Linked DNA regions of Mus musculus: all the other regions are linked to region 3. A link is a contact called in public HiChIP or PLAC-seq data. All regions are on one chromosome and are shown on one strand. Each heading gives the region's core, a stretch centred on a gene start, on an enhancer-like site or on the middle of the called end of the contact. The rest is flanking DNA. Distances are from core to core; before and after follow the strand shown. Region 1 holds the start of Ptov1 (prostate tumor over expressed gene 1). Region 2 holds the start of Klk4 (kallikrein related-peptidase 4 (prostase, enamel matrix, prostate)). Region 3 holds the start of 1700008O03Rik (RIKEN cDNA 1700008O03 gene).

What was found. HiChIP or PLAC-seq counts read pairs in DNA pulled down with a chosen protein or histone mark.
Region 1: a contact with region 3 is called in an H3K27ac HiChIP or PLAC-seq map of embryonic stem cells, with 5 times the contacts expected there. The contact joins the promoter of Ptov1 here to the promoter of 1700008O03Rik in region 3.
Region 2: a contact with region 3 is called in an H3K27ac HiChIP or PLAC-seq map of epiblast stem cells, with 3 times the contacts expected there. The contact joins the promoter of Klk4 here to the promoter of 1700008O03Rik in region 3. A contact is called at or near these places in 2 of 39 promoter capture datasets (the C10 cell line and cranial neural crest), 3 of 115 datasets of contacts at active chromatin or transcription factors (embryonic stem cells and epiblast stem cells) and 1 of 9 other capture datasets (macrophages).

What each region holds. Positions count from the first base shown.
Region 1 is chr7:44,868,140-44,870,922 of GRCm38.p6, forward strand. It overlaps Ptov1 (prostate tumor over expressed gene 1), which reads right to left and starts at 1,529. Exons shown (of 12, transcript NM_133949.2): 1 at 1,212-1,529. The coding sequence starts at 1,382.
Region 2 is chr7:43,879,531-43,882,449 of GRCm38.p6, forward strand. Klk4 (kallikrein related-peptidase 4 (prostase, enamel matrix, prostate)) reads left to right here and starts at 1,630. Exons shown (of 6, transcript NM_019928.2): 1 at 1,630-1,684; 2 at 2,111-2,182. The coding sequence starts at 2,119.
Region 3 is chr7:44,373,571-44,376,282 of GRCm38.p6, forward strand. It overlaps 1700008O03Rik (RIKEN cDNA 1700008O03 gene), which reads right to left and starts at 1,460. Exons shown (of 6, transcript NM_027049.1): 1 at 1,417-1,460; 2 at 753-954. The coding sequence starts at 819. Gm39001 (a long non-coding RNA gene) reads left to right here and starts at 927. Exons shown (of 2, transcript XR_882056.2): 1 at 927-999; 2 at 1,954-2,333.

The DNA.
Region 1 (2,783 bases), core at 279-2,778, 490 kb after region 3:
TCACTGCTGAGGGGCCTTCCTGATGGTTCTGCAGACCCAAGCCCTCAGGATTACAGCAAATCCGCACACTGGCTGCCTGGGCTGGGTGTGCAGTGAGACACTACAAGTGTCAGCATGTACACCACCACACAGTCGGTGAAAATCAGGCAAACACACTTAGGAACCTAAACAAAATCCAAAACTATTCAAGTGCGGGGTGAGGGATAACCATTAAGAGGCTTGTGTGTTTGCCTGCACCCAAAAACACCTGTATGCCCACAACAGCAGGGAAACAAACTAGGAACATGAAGCCCACTAAGCGCCAAGTTCGTGTTTACGCATGCCTGATTTGCTGTTTGCGCACTGCATGGCCAGAGCCAAGTCACATTTGTAGAAAAGGGACACATATGAGGACCCCAGGAAGGGCTCCCAACACCAAGAGAAAACTTCAAGCCTAGGCTGTACTACAGCGAGGGGTGTGTCTGCGTTCCTCAGGTGATCCAGGCGACAGACCCGCCTCAGCTCCTCGGAGAACAACGTCGTCAGAAGTCTGAAGTGGTCAGTACCACGCCAGGGAATAGCTTACCGCTGGCCAAGCATGCGCAGGTGTGGCCACGAGTCCACCATCACAATGGGGGCAATTTTGTTGCCCCAAGAAAATCTCAATGTTTCTAGAAAGTGCGCGCACGTTTACTGAGTGGACAAAAAGGTGACAACCCCACGAACTTACAGAGCTGAATATTTACCTTAAGCTTTATCTTAAGGCTTAAGGTCTGGGCTAGCTGCGGGGCGGGCGGGTATGCAAATAGAGGGACTGTCCACAATCGCCATCTGGCCCCGGGGGACAACGCCCCCGCGAGCAACAGCTGGGCGCGCGTGTAAGCGCCGGGCTCCTCCACCGGCCGCTTCGCGCATTTCCAGACCCGGAGGCCGAGGACCAACTTTGCAATTGGAAAAACAAGCGTGCACCCCAGGCGCCCCCCGCGCGCGTGTGCAGCCGGCCGCGCAGTCAGCAGTAATTCGAACCCGCCCCGCCTCCGTACCCCGCCCCCCGCCCAGCCCGCCGCGCAACAAAGGGGAGCGCCCAGAGCCGATCAAGGACTGATCCCGGACCCCTGGGTGCGCCCTCCCGCGGGAGGCCCGTGGGCGCTGCGGACAAAGGCGCCCGCCAGGGGAGGGGTGGCGGGGCGGGGCGTGCGTGGAAGGCTCTGGAAACAGGCCGTGGGACTCACCATGGGAGGGGCCGAACGAGCCCGGATCCGCGGTGGCTGCGGGCCTCGAGGACCGCCAGGCCAGGAACGTGAGCGCACGGCGCGGACGACCAGGGGCCGCGGTGGCCGGCCACGACCTCCGAGGGGGCCCCCGGCGCCGGAGCGGTGCGGGGCACGGCGCGGGCGGACCATGGCGGGTGGGAGGCCGTGGGCCTCACGGGGGGCTGCGGGTCCGCCGACCGACAGGCGCGGGCGCGCGGCTTCGGGGAGAAGCGGAGCGGGACCGCGGCGGGGGACGCGCCGCTGAGGGGTCGCCGCGGCCGAACCACTGCAGCGAACAGGGGAGCCCGGCGCCAACCAACGCGAAGCTGGGGGGAGATGCGGGGGGGGTGGGCTGGCGCCTACCAACGTGGAAGAAGAGGGAGAGCCGGGACCAACGCCGGGGAGAGGAGGAGCCGGCGCTAACCAACAGACTATGGAGCTGGGGAGCCAGCGCTGACAAACAGGGATGGAGGACTGTAAGGGGGTGTGGCTGGAGCAAACCAAGAAGGTCAGGGAGGGAGGGTTTCAGACTTGGAAATGACAAGAGAGAAACTGTGCTACAAGAGTTCGAGCTGGTGAGACAATACCAAGTCCTCACTGCTGGAGGGACAGAAGGCGGTAGACAGGATAATGGGTGGCGCGACGGAACCTACCACCAGACTGAGGGGTAGATGTAGGAACCAGGCGTTCTTGCCTCTTGGAGGCGGTGACGTGGCAAGGTGGCTAAAAGACTACAACTTCCAGCGGGTCTCTCGCAGCCTGGGCGTGACCAGCATAGCTGCTGGCCCATTTGTCCAGGGTCTGCCCACTGTTGCTTGGGCCTTCTAGCAGTTGCCTTACCCAGATCACGTTCTTGATCTGAAAGGACTGTGCAGTGGCATTTCTTGCTTCCGTTTGTTTTTAACCTGTGATACTATCCAGCCTTAGATTATCTGCGCTCGATGTAAGTGGCGTTGTGTTTACGCAGTGTTAGCTTATGCACCCAGGCTGACCTCGAACTCCTAAGCCTTCTGTCTTCACCTTTAATTGGGTGTGCACTACTACACGTGGCTGTTAAACTATATATAGGGTGCTGAGGTTTGAATTTATAGCCTCTTGCATGCGAGAAGTTCCCTCCTGCCTTCTTTTAAACTAGAAAACCTATTTGGACTATACTTTGTTCTTCCTTGCTGATTCATACACTACTTTAACCAAATTATATCAGGCCCCTGACAGCACACCCAAGCTATGATGCCTGTCACCTGGAGCAAATGTCCTGGCAGTAGGCTGGCTTTTTAAAAATCTCGTGTTTTATAATTGATTTAAAAAGCTAAACTGGAAGGTGAGCAGCAAGAGAGGTCACCTGGTCCTTGTCTGCCACCAAGCCTGACAACCTGGGTTCAATTTCCCTAAACCCTATGGTGGGAGGAGCAAAGAGACCCTTACAAAGTGCTCCCTGAGCCCCACACAAGTCCTGTGTCACATGTGCACATAATTCAGAGTCTGCTTGCACTTCAAAGTGAGCTCAAAACCTGATTGGGCAACTGACTTAATACGACAGCCTTGTCTCAT
Region 2 (2,919 bases), core at 380-2,879, 490 kb before region 3:
TGAAGTGGATTCCCATCTTAGTGCAAATAACCCCAATATGTGAGACCAGAAATGTTCCCAGTGCCTACATCCATAACTCTAGGTCACCTCCACCTGACCCAGTGGGAAGACAGAAAAGCACCACCCACCTGTTTGCTCTTTGTCTTAGCTGGCCTCCCTGTCATCAGTACTGGCCTCATCAATCACAGTGTGTACCTATGAGTCCTGATAGACCCAGTATGCCCATTTGAATCCCAGACTTTCCCACCAAACCCCAGTATCTCCCTCCTGAACTCCAGCATCTCCCACCAGACCCCAGCATCCCCCTCCTGGACCCCAGCATCTCCCTCCTGGACCCCAGCATCTCCCTCCTGGACCTCAGCATCCCCCTCCTGGACCCCAGCATCTCCCTCCTGGACCTCAGCATCTCCCTCCTGGACCTCAGCATCTCCCTCCTGGACTCCAGCATCTCCCTCCTAGACTCCAGTATCTCCCTCCTGGACCTTAGCATCTCCCACCAGACCCCAGCATCTCCCTCCTGGACTTCAGCATCTCCCTCCTGGACCCCAGTATCCCTTTCCTGGACCTCAGCATCTCTCACCAGACCCCAGTATCCCCCCTCCTGGACCTCAGCATCTCCCACCAGACCCCAGCATCTCCCTCCTGGACCCCAGCATCTCCCACTTGAATCTCAGTGCTTTCCCAGTCATGGTCCAGCCTTCAATCCCTACCTCTGTCTCTCCTCACCAAGAGCAATTTCACAAAGTAAGCAAGCCATGTCAATTCCTCTACCACTGAACCTTGATATCTAAGCCATTTCTGAAGGCTGCCTGTCTGCCTTGCTTCCCATGGGAATGTCATCCACGGACAAATGCCAAGACGTCTTCTGATGCAACCTCACTTGTCTGGTTCCCACTCTTCCTCATAGTCATCTGACTCGGACACTACCAACTACCATTTATCTCTTGATTCCTCTGTCTTCTTGATTGTACATCTCTCCCCCTGATCACCGGGACCGGAGTCCCAGGAACATGGAGAGATCACTCTTCCTAGTTCCTGACTTGATTTAGAATTCCAAGCATGAGAGCTGCCAATTGCTGTTGACTAAGGGGTGCCTCCATCACACCCTCGTTCCTAGGAGCCTCTGCACTAGGACATCTGCAGAGGGAGGATCTGTGTGCAGGGTTCTCTGAATTCAGGCTGAGCATGGAGTGATGCTTACCCAGATCCTATGCATGGGGAAAAGGAGATGGAGAGGTGGGTCACAGATAAGATTTCCAAGGAAGTACGAGATGCAAGCTGGATTTGGTGCTGGGGCAGTTTTCAGAGGACGAACAGAAGGACACAGAGGGAGACTACGGGAGTGAGGTAGGGGGAATTTCATTTAGTGAGTAAAATGAGCCTGAGAGAAGGAAAGGATGAATGAAAGAACATGAGGGGGGGCAAGGGAGGGGGAAGAATAAAGGCCAGAGAGGCTGGGGTCTGGACACTGTTCCCTCCCTGTGCCCCAGACTCCACCTGACTTGGAGGCAGCCTGAAGGCTTTGAGCTGGAGCCTGCAGCATCTGACGTATGGAATGTGTCCCCTGGGGGGCAGGCCAGCCCCAGCTGAGGAAGCTTATAAGCCCCATAGGGGCCCCTGTGGGTAGCAAACCAGCTCAGCTTAGCTCAGCTCAGCCGCAGAATTCGGAGCCCAGAAGCAGCAGGTGAGACACACACACACATTCTCTCTCTCTCTCTCTTGCTCTCACACTCTCTGTTTAGAAGCATCCCTGCATTCCTCTCTGAACCTCTGGCTCTGATCTCTGCCTCTCAGACTGCCTCCAACCAGATAGGTCTCTTGAATGCCCTGTCAGGGTCTTCTATCTGTCCTAAGTGAAGCCCTGTCGGGGTCTTTCATCTGTCCTAAGTGAAGATCTATGCCTCCATTTCTCCACACCCCCACCCATCCCTAGATAGATGCTTCTCCCTCCTCCTCCTCCTTCTCTTCCTCCTCCCTTTTACTTCTTCCCCCTTCTCTCTGTCTCTTTCTATCCGGTCACATCCCACAAATGAAAAAGGCAAGGGAGAGAGATCATGGGGAGGCAGGGAGTAAGACTACCGTCCAGATTCATTGTTGTCTTCATTTCCAGGAGCCAACATGATGGTCACTGCACGAACCCCCTGGGGCTGGTTCCTGGGGTGCCTCATCCTTGAGGTCACAGGTATCTGAGTGTGTGTGTCATGGTGTGTGCCCGAGTGAACAGTGTCAGCCAACAGCAGGACTCAGTGTCCTACTGTTTCTGACTCTCTGATGTGGCAGTATGATGTGACTGTGTGTGGTCATGGCTGTAAAGGGTGACAGGTCCTGAGAAGGAGAGACAGTCTTAGTGGTACCACTAAGGGGAAGACGGGATCTGTGCCCAGTTCCTGAGTGACTAGTTGATTCTTTCCGTTAAACTCCCTATGTACAACAGGCTAGTCTCAAACTTTCAGAAGTCAGCCTGCCTCTGCCCCTGAGTGCTAGAGTTGATACCTGACCCACTTATTTATTTTTTAAGAGTCTTACTTAGTCCAGGCTGGCCGTGAATTCACTAAGCAGCCAAGAACATCCTTAGATTTCCAATCCTTCTGCCTCTGCCTAAGTGCTGGGGTTATAGGTATGTACCACTATACCCAGTTTACGTGGTGCTGTAGTGCTGGGATCCAAACCCAAGACTTTGTGCATGCTAAGCCAGCACTCCCTCCCAGCCCCCTCTGGGATAAAGATGTTGCCTGGGTGAATGGGCTGTGGCTGGGTGTGCCTGAGGGGAGGTGCATGGAAGCACAGCCGTGCCACAAAAGCTGAACAGCTCCTGAAGTCGTGACTGTGTGTGAGGGAGAAATGGTTCCTGGGTCCTGAAGATCAGCCTGAGAATCCAAGCTGACCCGTCTTCCTGACAAATGACCCTACATCCAGTGT
Region 3 (2,712 bases), core at 210-2,709:
GGCTATCTGAAAATAAGAACCAGGGATTGAGGACAGGAAGACGTTGAACTACTGTGCAAGACCAAGGAGTGAAGGTATCTAGGGAAAATAGACTCAGAAGCGTTGTTGAAGCCCAGGAGGTTCATGGGAACTGCAGTTCTGGGCCCAGAAATATTAGCGGGGGGCGGAGGAGGGGGGAACGACACTGCAGCATTTCATGGTAAATTCTTTGTAAACCGAGGGTATGTGCCAGGGAACTGCAGAGGGTGAGGGGAACAGAGTTCTAAATCTGAGTGTTGGCTAGGGAACTGCAAGTGTCTCATGGGATATGTAGTTTGGGGCCCAGAAGTTACGTTCAGATAGCTGCAGCACTTCTTGTTAAAAGATTATTAATGAGCCCGGTAACTGCAGAGGCTGGTGGGAAATGTAGTTCTGGACCCAGAATACTGACCAGGGACCCGCAGAGTCTTTGCTAGAGATCTGCAAGGCCTTCTGGGAAATGTAGTTTTGATTTCAGAATATTGGCAAGGGAGCCTCTTGGGAAAAGTAGTATGAGCTCAGAGAATTATTAGCAGGGGGACTGCAACAGCTTCTGAGAGATGTGGTTTGAGGCTTCCCACACTGGCCAGAGACTTGCAGAACCCCCAAGGGCAATGCAGTTCTGTACCCAGAGTATCAGCCAGAGAAAGGCAGGGGCTCCTGGGAAATGTAGTTCTAGGCTCGAGGACCAACAGTGTGGGAATGCCGGTTCGCCGGCCCCCAGACCTGCTCACCTGTCTCCCTGTGTGAGCCAGGGGCGCCCAGGTTGGGGGAGATTAAAGGCTCCACCTCTGGCTGCATCCTGGAGAAGCGGGTCTGGGGAAGTCCAGAAAGATGGGGCGAGATGCTCGCACTGGGCCACACAGCGCAGCTCTTTTCCTGGACTTCTGCTTCTTGCTCTTTGAAACCACGAGGGACAAACACGGAACTGGAAGGCTGAGACCACAAGGACACACGCTTTCCCCTAACCTCCGGGACTCGGTGTGCGCCCCACCTCCTGTTTCCCTGCAACTCTACTTCCGTCTCCATCTCTTCCTGTCTCATGGCTTCTCTTTCTTCAGCCCTCCTGAACCATCCCTGTCCCCGGTTTTCACAATTCTCTGTCTGCCTCCCTCTAAACCCCCTTTCCCAGTTGTCCTCCACATTTCTCCCAGAAGTCTCTGCCCTCTGTCCCACCTCCCTGGTCTTTTTCTCCATCAGCTTCCCCAGCACCTCCCCAGCCCCCTGGATTGCCCCCTCCTCATTGCAGTCCTTCACCAATCTTGTCACCCTCTCTGAGCCTCCCTATTTCCCGTTCCCCTTCTCCCAGGCCCATTCCTCAGTCTCTCTTCCATAGCTGCTTCAGCTTCCACTCCCACCACCTCGCCCTTCTCTCTTCCCCTCTCTGAGCCCACTTGCCCTCTGCTCAGCACCGGCTAGACTCCTGGAGACAAACAGAAACTGAGTTCTCTAGGGGGGAGGGGACGGTAGGCAGGGTCTGGTTACCATGGTGCCCAATGTGAGAGCAAGGCTGGGGCTCTTATTCCTGAACGTGAGAAAAGTGTCATTGGGTGCCAGGCTTGGGGGCTTTCTGCAGGCAGGTGCCGGGTAGACTATCCTTTGTGAGTTCGGACCTGTGAGGCGAGGAGGCTGTAAAACCCTTTAGCTGTCTCGTCTATGCATCCACAGGCTCACTTTTTGTAGCCTGTTTCTCCCTCTTAATAACTGCCTATGTATCCCGGTCTGGTCTTGAACTCAGTCCCTTATCCAGGCAGGCCCTTGCCTTCCAGAGTCAGAAATGTTAGGAATGTGTCACCACGCCCCTTCTGACAATAGAGTCCCCAAGCTCCCTTCCCAGGTGGTCTTTGTTGTCACTGTGGCTTTCTGAGCTAATTTACAAATCAGTCCCGATTCTGGAGCACAGCTAGGAGTCTCTTTCTCTTTCTTTAAGGGCAGGCGTCGCCACGGTGTTACCTTGTAGATTCGGAACTTGCCAGAAGGCAAAGATGAAGGAAAGACCGCCTGGCTGGATCCAGCTGTGCCTGAAGCTCTCAATTTTTTGTTAGAAATTGAGAAACCTAAACTTTGATCAATTTAGCTGGTTTTGATTGGTTGTTTTGCTTTGGGGAGGGGGATTGGTTTTTAGTGTTTTTTCAACACAGTGCTCACTATGTACCCGCACCCCCACCCCACCCCCCTTGAACTTACTATGCAGACCAGGCTGGCCTACATACAGTTGGCCCCCTCTGCTTCCTTAGTGCTGAAATTAAAGTTGTGCCCCGCTATGCCTGGCTGTTACTGGCCACTTAAAAAGCTCATACACTTCAATGGTCTCATTCAGTCTTCTGTAACCATGATTTCCAACATTTCTTCTGGGTATGTGTACATCCTCCAATGCACACAATCCTGGGTGGGCGCCAGCATACATGGGGTTCGGGGATTTGAACATGAGTCCTGTGTACACAATGCAACTACTCTGCTGTGTGTTAGGAAGACTCCCTGGAACCAGGCTGAGCCCAGGTGAAGCAGAGAGACTTAATGATGGGGAGGCAAGGTCCCTGTGGCAAACTCAACTGGGGACAAAGAAAGTAAGACAGGGACCCTGTCCCTGGACCTTCCCTTTCTCTCATTCAGCCATCTTTTCCAGTTCCATCTCTGTAGGACAAGGAGCATTTTTGACTGCCATGGTCACAGGAACACCTAAGCCCTCACTTT